2 separate regions of the Pan troglodytes genome follow, and region 1 is linked to region 2. A link is a contact called in public Hi-C data. All regions are on one chromosome and are shown on one strand. Each heading gives the region's core, a stretch centred on a gene start, on an enhancer-like site or on the middle of the called end of the contact. The rest is flanking DNA. Distances are from core to core; before and after follow the strand shown.

What was found. A called contact is a pair of places that touch in the nucleus more often than the background predicts.
Region 1: a contact with region 2 is called in a Hi-C map of stem cell-derived neural progenitor cells, with 6 times the contacts expected there. The contact joins the promoter of SNAPC5 here to the promoter of DIS3L in region 2. A contact is called at or near these places in 1 of 7 Hi-C or Micro-C datasets (stem cell-derived neural progenitor cells) and 1 of 1 datasets of contacts at active chromatin or transcription factors (stem cell-derived excitatory neurons).

The regions. Positions count from the first base shown.
Region 1 is chr16:58,492,039-58,497,015 of NHGRI_mPanTro3-v2.0_pri, reverse strand. It overlaps SNAPC5 (small nuclear RNA activating complex polypeptide 5), which reads left to right and starts at 3,714. Exons shown (of 5, transcript XR_008539621.2): 1 at 3,714-4,977. It overlaps RPL4 (ribosomal protein L4), which reads left to right. Exons shown (of 10, transcript XM_016928400.4): 4 at 132-270; 5 at 968-1,092; 6 at 1,376-1,505; 7 at 1,775-1,931; 8 at 2,504-2,587; 9 at 2,699-2,819; 10 at 3,224-3,556. The coding sequence ends at 3,469. It overlaps LOC112205657 (small nucleolar RNA SNORD18), which reads left to right and starts at 1,562; the gene lies at 1,562-1,630. LOC112205656 (small nucleolar RNA SNORD18) reads left to right here and starts at 788; the gene lies at 788-859. It also overlaps LOC112205756.
Region 2 is chr16:58,293,236-58,298,069 of NHGRI_mPanTro3-v2.0_pri, reverse strand. DIS3L (DIS3 like exosome 3'-5' exoribonuclease) reads right to left here and starts at 2,712. Exons shown (of 17, transcript XM_001174666.8): 1 at 2,271-2,712; 2 at 483-636. The coding sequence starts at 526. LOC134808548 (a long non-coding RNA gene) reads left to right here and starts at 2,152. Exons shown (of 3, transcript XR_010151761.1): 1 at 2,152-2,412.

The sequences.
Region 1 (4,977 bases), core at 2,465-4,964, 200 kb before region 2:
ACTCTGTTCTCAGCGACAGTTGCCTGCTGTCAGTAAGCTGGTACAGAAGGTTGACGAAAATTCTTACTGAGCAAGAAATAACCTTGTAATTACTAAAATTTGAGAAATGTGATTCTTGACTGGAAAAATAGATGTGTCGTGGAGGCCGAATGTTTGCACCAACCAAAACCTGGCGCCGTTGGCATCGTAGAGTGAACACAACCCAAAAACGATATGCCATCTGTTCTGCCCTGGCTGCCTCAGCCCTACCAGCACTGGTCATGTCTAAAGGTTTGTAATACTTTATATAAGAGAGTTTGATAGAAGAAATAAGACATACTATTTGATCATTAGGGTGATTTTTATTCACAGTAACCCGTTTCAAGATGGCTAGAAGAGAATAATTTGAATGTTTTTAGCATAAAATATTTTAGTTCATGGATATTCCAGTTACACTGATTTGATCTTGACAAATGACTGCATTCAGTTATCAAATGTACTCCAGAAATACATGTTACATATCAGTTTAAAAATGTTTTAATCAAAAATATTTCATATCAGTGATACAAAATGCCCCACTTTTCTTTCACGTGTACCTTTGTTAAAATTGCACATTGTTTTCATTCTGAAGTGTCTGATTAAATTTTAATCCTTTACCAAATACTAGGTCTGACTACTTAAATCTGACAAATCAATCAGGGAATACTAGCGTAACTGGGGAACTATTCAAGTAGTAGTTTAGTATATCCTTAGAAAACTTCCAACTTAAACTTGCCTGTTGCGTACCCATCGCATTTTTATTTAACTGTCAAAATGATGAGATTCCACTTAATTGGTCCGTGTTTCTGAAACACATGATATTTGTGGAAATTCTGACTTGGCAAACGGAATACCATTTTGCTTTTATTGGTTGTATAAAATGTTTGATTTTTTTTTTTTTTCCCAAAAGTTTCAGGATAACCAAGTAAGTGTCATTGGTTTTTGTTAGGTCATCGTATTGAGGAAGTTCCTGAACTTCCTTTGGTAGTTGAAGATAAAGTTGAAGGCTACAAGAAGACCAAGGAAGCTGTTTTGCTCCTTAAGAAACTTAAAGCCTGGAATGATATCAAAAAGGTCCGTTCAATGAGCACATTTACAGTTTGGTACTCCTTGTTCACAGTTTGTCACTTTGAATTTCAGAAGATAAGGGCAGTATAGCTAAGCCTTAATGTGTGAGAGAACAAGAACCTCAGAGCCCGATTACTTGGGTTTGAATCCTAACTGCTGTTTATGGCTCTGTGTAACCTTGGCAAGTTATTGTGCCCAGTTTAATCATCTGTAAAAAGGAATTAAAACTCTGAAGATCTATTGCAGAGATTCTATCTTAATCAGAATACTAAAACTGCTCACTTTGTAGGTCTATGCCTCTCAGCGAATGAGAGCTGGCAAAGGCAAAATGAGAAACCGTCGCCGTATCCAGCGCAGGGGCCCGTGCATCATCTATAATGAGGATAATGGTATCATCAAGGCCTTCAGAAACATCCCTGGTAATTAAACTGCTTACATATATTGACTAGGTATACTCTGCAAGTCTACTCAGCTTTTGTTATGATGAGATTCCACTTAAGGTCCGTGTTTCTGAAACACATGATTTTGTGGAAGTTCTGATTTATGGCTGAAAGAGTTGCACCATTGATGGTTGAAACTTCATAATTAATAAGTTCTCAGGTACCTTTTATAGGTCTTAAGCCATAAAGATAATTTGTGTTTCTTTTGTTGAAATACAGGCTCCCTAATTTTTCTTTCCCTTTAAAAGGAATTACTCTGCTTAATGTAAGCAAGCTGAACATTTTGAAGCTTGCTCCTGGTGGGCATGTGGGACGTTTCTGCATTTGGACTGAAAGTGCTTTCCGGAAGTTAGATGAATTGTATGGCACTTGGCGTAAAGCCGCTTCCCTCAAGAGTAACTACAAGTAAGTATCTTTCATATACTAAGCACAGATGTTTATATTGTGGATATTAACATTCAGAATTGGCTTACATGTTTTCTAAATTTATTCCCATTTCCCCTTATGTGCAGCAACAGTATGCCAAAATGAGACTCACCTGGTCTATATTTTTGGTTTTTTGTTTTGTTTTTGAGACAGAGTTGTTCTGTCTCACCCACGCTGGAGTGTAGTGGTGTGATCGTGGCTTACTGCAGCCTCCGCCTCCCGGGTTCAAGCAGTTCTCCTGTCTCAGCCTCCCAAGTACCTGGGACTACAGGCGTGTGCCACCACACCCGGCTAATTGTAGAGTTGGGGTTTTACCATGTTGGCCAGGCTGGTCTGGAACTCCTGACCTTAGGTGATCCACCCGCCTCGGCCTCCCCAAGTGCTGGGATTATAGGGGTGAGCCACCACACCCGGCCTGGTCCATGTTTATGAGAAGTGATAGTGTAGTAGATATTTTGGAGAGCATAGTGGTTAAAAATAAAGCTTCAGTTGAGCTTCCTGTTCTTTGGTTGATTACTTTTACATGTACATGTCAATCTTTTCCCTTTCAGTCTTCCCATGCACAAGATGATTAATACAGATCTTAGCAGAATCTTGAAAAGCCCAGAGATCCAAAGAGCCCTTCGAGCACCACGGTAAAGTGATACTTAGAGTGTAATTCTCGCCCCAACCCTATAGGTTGTTTCAAAAATTTGTATGTGTATAATGTTAAGTAAAATGTTGATACAGTATCTGCCTTTTTATAGCAAGAAGATCCATCGCAGAGTCCTAAAGAAGAACCCACTGAAAAACTTGAGAATCATGTTGAAGCTAAACCCATATGCAAAGACCATGCGCCGGAACACCATTCTTCGCCAGGCCAGGAATGTGAGTGGGGTTTTTGTTTGTTTGTTTTTGAGTCGGAATCTCGCTCTGTCACCCAGGCTGGAGTGCAATGGCGTGATCTCAGCTCACTGCAACCTCCACGTACCAGGTTCAAGCAGTTCTTCTGTCTCAGCCTCCCAAGTAGCTGGCACTACAGGCACACGCCACCATGTCCGGCTAATTTTTGTATTTTCAGTAGAGACGGGGTTTCACTATATTGGTTAGGCTGGTCTCAAACTCCTGACCTCAGGTGATTCACCTGCCTCGGCCTCCCAAAGTGCTGGGATTACAGGCGTGAGCCACCGTGCCCGGCTGGTTTTTTTGTTTTGTTTTTGTTTTTCTCTTCCTGATACATTAAGTTCTTACAGGGGTTTGATTCTTACTGTTTTCTGCCTAATTTGTTGCAGCACAAGCTCCGGGTGGATAAGGCAGCTGCTGCAGCAGCGGCACTACAAGCCAAATCAGATGAGAAGGCGGCGGTTGCAGGCAAGAAGCCTGTGGTAGGTAAGAAAGGAAAGAAGGCTGCTGTTGGTGTTAAGAAGCAGAAGAAGCCTCTGGTGGGAAAAAAGGCAGCAGCTACCAAGAAACCAGCCCCTGAAAAGAAGCCTGCAGAGAAGAAACCTACTACAGAGGAAAAGAAGCCTGCTGCATAAACTCTTAAATTTGATTATTCCATAGAGGTCAAATCATTTTGGACAGCTTCTTTTGAATAAAGACCTGATTATACAGGCAGTGAGAAACATGACTTGGTGTGCTCTGTAAAGCTTGGTTAGAATTTTTTTAAAGTGACATTTTGTTGGCCATAATTTAGACTGTTACATTTTATATAGTGTGGTATAAAATGGGGCATGGATTTATACTAAGTCCATGGAGTTCAGTGGAAGGGGAATGATTTAAAAAAATTGTGGTTTTCTAAATAATGTGGCTTGAAAAATAGGTGTAACAGGACTTGGTCAGAAACGCAGAGGCTGTTCAAGTTTAGCTCCCCACCAGATGGAAAATAGGTTAAATTCTGTAAAGATTTAACTTTAACCACAAGAGGGCACAATTGGAGAGCACAATTTTTTGGTACTGCAGTAAAATTGATTACCTCTTGAGAAGTGTTCTTTTTAACCAGCTATGACAATAGAGTTGAGTATTTTCACCCATGGTTTGAAAAAGTGCCAGAAGGCCACACTGGCCCACATCTGTAATCCCAACACTTTGGAACCCTAAGGTGGGCAGAGCACTTGAGCCAATGAGTTCAAGACCAGCCTGGCCAACATGATGAAATCTCGTCTCTACTGAAAATATAAAAAATAGCCAGTCATGGTGCATGCCTGTAACCCCAGCTACTTGGAGGCTGAGGCAAGAGAATCACTTGAACCTGGGAGGTGGAGGTTGCAATGAGCCAAGATTGTACCATTGCCCTCCAGCCTGGGCGTCAGAGCAAGACTCTCTGAAAAGTACTAGAAGCATTTTTCAGGACTGCCTGTGTGTCTTGGTGATTATGTTAACCAAGTGTGTTCAAAAGAAGTACCCATGAAATGCCTCCAGATATAAGGGTTTTTTTTTTTTTTTTTTTTTACCCATAAAGCTAAACTGCAAATATTACCCTAGAATTAACCTCTTGTCCTGTGTCAAAAAGTCTTGTTTTGCATCTGGATTGTTAAACTGTCAGCTTCTCTCTGACAGTCTCGAACTGTCAAGACAGTCTCAGTTCACAGCCAAGGTGATCTGTTAACCCTCCCCATTTCCAGGGCCAAATCTCCGTTCTTAAGCACGTCGTTTCTTAGCACGGCTTTATTTTCATGCTCTTTAGTTCTCTATTTTGTGCAGCCTTACCCCTTTAAAGTCCACTGTGAGTCCTACCCTGCAGGGCCTCTTAACACAGTAGAGTTCATGTGCTACTGATTTCAAACACGTGTGCAGGATTTGTGGGGTTAAAGATAGCCACTTGGTGGCACACCACGTTGGAAGTGCTGTTCACCCGGTCATTTGAAACGGTGTTTGACCACTTGGTGCGCAAATGGCCTATCGGATTAAAGGATAGCCAAACCCAAGATTTCTTCAGGTTCTTTACAGCTCCATGGATCTAATTTCAAAATCCTGATCATTACTCATGAATCAAGGTGTTTTGACACAGGCTGTACCCCTTCCTGCAGCTCGTCCCCCGCGGAGT
Region 2 (4,834 bases), core at 1,463-3,962:
ATCTAAAAATAAAACAAGCTATTTCTGGTTTCATCGAATAAATCATTACAAGTACAGTTTGCATTCCCAATAAAGGAGTCTAAAATTTAAAAATACTCTTTTCCCCAAGAAAAGAACGTATGCTTCTGAAACAATGTATCTATAAATAAGATTAAATAATACACATTATCAACAAGAAATAAGCAATAACCCTGCCACTATAAAAATGCAAGCCAAAAGCCAATTCACACTAGAATCTGAAATACCCACATACTGGGGACACTGCAGTTTACTGATCTACAGTCAGATCTCTTGGCCAGGTGTTGAAGCAGAAATATAAAATAATGTTACTGCATTCCTCACTATCAAAGAGAATACGAAATTAGTTTTAAAAGTCCTTTCTGACAAAATAATGAATTCCTCCCATCCCCCTCCGACAAGGGACCTTTTCTAAGGTGGGGGGAACCTATGCCATATAGAAATAAAGAATGCAAAACGTATACCTCCGGCCTCTTTGATGCTGCACAGCTTGACAAGCTGTCTGCATGAAAATAATTCCCTTCAACTCAGGAAACTCAAGGATCTCAAGATAATCTTGAACAACTTTCCAGTCTGGGATCACGTAATGAGTCACATCACTAGACAAGAGTTTCCCATCTGAAACATAATTCAAAATGTAAGAGATTAGACAATGTTTTCAAACCTGGTTTATTTAAATGTCACGGTGCTCTGGCATGCAAAATAACTTCCAGTCTTAACTCCATAGTGGGAGTTTTTAAAAGACAAATCTACTTTGGTAGAGGCCCAAAGTTCAGGTATATTGAGCACCCTCATTTTTTTGGAAGCTGTGATAAATACAAGCTCAACGTGGTTTATGGTGTTGCCAGAGGTGCCGGAGAGGATGGCTGATTTAACAACGAACAAGCACATTTTCAGCATAACCTGAATATTTCAGTGTTAACTCATCATTGACAAACACATTCAAATGAAGCACCCCCACATTTATACCACTTGTGTATGATGCCCAGCAATTTAAAGTTGGCTCTGTGTCAAGCTTCTGCACGTGCTCAGCAGCCTCCAAGGGCCAGAAAGATTGAACAGAGAAAATGCTCCGTGCAAGCAACGTGCAGAGGTGGGGTTTCCTACCAGACCCGCATCTGAGAGCTGGTTAGCCAAGCTCTAACTGAAATGTTCACCTTAATCACAATGTTTGGAGGATTCCGCACATTCGCTGACAAGGACCCCCAGCCCATGCTCATCCTCCCATGGGGGAAGAGAGCCAGTAACGTGCATCGTTCTATCGGCCACCCTTGCGGCCTAGAAACCAAGGACTGGGGCCCAGGAGTCCCCAGTCCAACTTCCCCGTGACCTTCCTCTGCAGTGCGGGCCCAGAGAGTTCACAAATCTACTGTGAAGTGGCTCTCCACTGGGGGAAAAGTCTGGGGCACCAGTGCGGGCAGGTCAGGAAACCTGTGGCTGCAAAGCAGGCGATGTCAGCTTCGCAGCGGCAGCAGCTGGCCGGTAGCTCCCGGGGGCTCCCAGCTCGGGGGCTCCCAGCTCGGGACCTCCCCATTTCTCCACGGCGCGAGGTTGCGGCGGGAGGAGGCCTCGGCTTCCGCGCCCTCGGGCCCCTCTGAGGAGCCAAACCACCCAGCCTCCGGCATGGGGTGCGGGTCTGTCGGGACCTCCCATTGGACAGGGCGGAGCAGTCGGGGAGTCCCGGGGGCCCCAGAAGCCGCGGACCCGGGCCGCTGGGTCCCGACCGGCAGAGGGCAGGGGGTGAGGCCGGCGAGCGGGCGCAGGCCGCGGGGCCTACGCCTCCGTGTCCCCGCCGCTGGCGCTCCGCCTCCGGGCCGCGCTCAACCCCTCACTGCGGCCGCCCGCTCCCGCCGGCCCCGTCCCCGCCCCCGCCCCGGCCCTGACCGTGGCTGCAGGCGGCGGGCTGCGGGCAGAGCGGGCTGTGGCAGGGCACGCAGGGCCGCAGGTAGTGCTCGCGCACGATCCGCAGCGTGCGGCCCTGAAATGTCCTCAGCAGCAGCACCTTCTCCCTCTTCTGCAGCATGGCGGCGTGTCTCCCGGAGGCCGCGGAGTGGCGGGCGCGGCGGAGGCAAGGCCGCGGCCTCGGACCCGCCCCTCGGCCCTGGGCGCCGCGGCTCCGGAACCGCCGTAACTGCCGCGCCCGGGGGAGGCCCGGAGCTACACGCTCCAGGCTGGGGCCCGGCCCTCCCGGCCTCAGTTTCTTCCCTTCCCTCAGTGGCCTGGACCAGGGCGGAGGGGTGGAAACGACCTACCCCAGAGACGGAGGGAAGACTAGGATGATACCTGGACGGCAGGTGAAGAAGGGCTGGGCGCAGCTGTCCAAGATTAGGAGACTTTGTTTGTCCCCCCCAGGTCCATGTGGGAATGGAGTCGCCGTATTAATACTAATACCGGGTAATTAATGTTTTCTCTTCGTTGCTCTCGCTATCTCCAAACGAGGTAAAAGGCTCAGCACATAAGCCGGCAACCCTGACAGCCGAACATTTCTAAATAGTTATATTCATTTTAAGTTACATGTACTTTTTAAAAAGTTTTTTTCTTTTTTTGTAGAGATGGGAGGGTGAGGGGGGCAGGTCTTGCTTTGTTGGCCCGGCTGGTCGCAGGCGATCCACCTGCTTCGGCCTCCCAAAGTGTTGGGATTATAGGTGTGAGCTGCTGCGCCCGGCCTTTCATGTTCTTTTTAAAATTTATTTATTTGTTTTGGTATCCCTATTGAAGTTATCATGTACTTATAATCAAACAATGCAGATAAAATGAAAACCAATCTCTTCCCTTGAAGCACTGTTCCACTCCAACTTTTATAGCTTTTGCAGCCTCTGGCAAAGGATTTCTCCTTTAAACTGCCACTGTGACACAATCACAAACGTACATGTTTGTATTAATAACTTTTTTTTTTGGACGGGGTCTTGCTGTGTCACTCAGGCTGGAGTGTAGTGCATGATCATGGCTCACTGCAGCCCCCGAACTTCTGGGCACAAGCGATCTTCTCCACCACGCCTAGCTTTTTTTTTTTTTTTTTTTTTCTTTTTTTTTTTTTGTAGAGATGGGAGTGTCTCACTATGTTACCCAGGCTGGTCTCAAACTCCTGGGCTCAGGTAATTCTCCCACCTCAGCCTCCCAAAGTGCTGGGATTACAGGCGTAAGCCACCACGCCCAGCCTGTAGCTCTTGATAAAGAGATGCACACAGTCTCTTCTGAGATCACACACCCTTGATGGGATAGAATCCACTCTTCTTCCAAGCACTCAACTAAGACTTTTGAGCTGCACTAGCAGCTTTGTATACGTGTCCCATTTAATTTCCACAACAAGTCAAAGGAGTGGGGCATTAGGTTAAGTGGCCAAGGTTACCCAGTTATTAAGTGGTGGGATCAATATTCAAGCCAGAATGACTGAATTCCAAGGAGGCTCGTAAGTAATTACCATGCTATTCAGAGATGAGTAAAATACAGGTCCTGCATTTAGAGACTTTATAGTCTGCTTGGTGAGCTCCAGTTAAGGCAGCTCAACCAGCTGGCTGGAAACATCAGACTTCCTCTGATGCTGAAGCAGGCAGAACTGAGGATGCTCTGTTGGATGGCTCTTGTCACTCTACAGGAATGCATTAAAGAGAGCCACGATCTCCCACTCATTGTACTTCCATGTCAAGTTACCCTGCAGTGTGAGCTGATGTGAATGAGATCTGAGGTGGAATTGCACGAATTAGGAAAACAGCACAGAGCTGGCCTGTAAGGCAACCAGCAGTGCAGGAGGCTGTCCCTAATTCAGGAAGTCAGTTCTGGACAGCCCAGAGGACAGTCAAGTTGCCAGATTTGTCCCCTACATAAATATGTTCCATGCAGCTGACCACAGTTCCCTCCAAAGCTCCCTCATGTTCATTTTTCTTTTATTTCTGATTGTACCAGGTTATGGGGCGGGGGGGTGTTGATTAGATACTAATATGCCCATAACATCGCTCTTTAGCACTTGGTAGCTTTAAACTTTCTTCAAATTGGGACAAATGATCTTTTAAGGAAGAGAGTGTGTCTGAAGTTCTATTGAAAGTTGGCTTTATTAGTATTTTAAATAATTCAAGGTCCATTAAGCACTTCCTTTGCTTGCATTTTGGCGATAATGTATAAATTATGTTTTAAAAAGCATGATTCCTTAATTCTTGGAACTAATGAGCCAAAATGGACAAGAGTGCCTTTTTGTTGGTTGGTTGGTTGGTTTGCCTCACAGGCCATCTGATGCCTCTTGCCTGAAAAAAAGTGTCTATACTTGTAAGAATAAGCCAGTTTATGCTGTGGTAATATGCAACTTTAAAAATCTCAGTGACTTGGCCAGGTGCGGTGGCTCACGCCTGTAATCCCAGCACTTTGGGAGGCCTAGGAGGGCAGATCACCTGAGGTCAGGAGTTCGAGACCAGCCTGACCAACATGGAGAAACCTCGTCTCTACTAAAAATACAAAAATTAGCCGGGCGTGGTGGCACATGCCTGTAATCCCAGCTACTTGGGAGGCTGAGGCAGGAGAATCTCTTGAACCTGGGAGGTGGAGGTTGCAGTGAGCCAAGATCATGCCATTGCACTCCAGCCTGGGCAGCAAGAGCAAAACTCCGTCTCAGAAAAACAAACAAAAAAATCTCAGCGACTTAAAATGACAAGATGTTGCCTAGGCACCAAGAGGCTCTGCTCTGTGCCCTTTTCCAGGACCCAGGCTGATAGAGCAGGCCCTCTCTGGAACACAGACTGTGGTCATTGGCAAAGGAAAAAAGTCCCCCAGAGAGTCTCATCCCAGCAATTAAAAGCTCAGTCCAGAAGTGACACATTTCAATTCT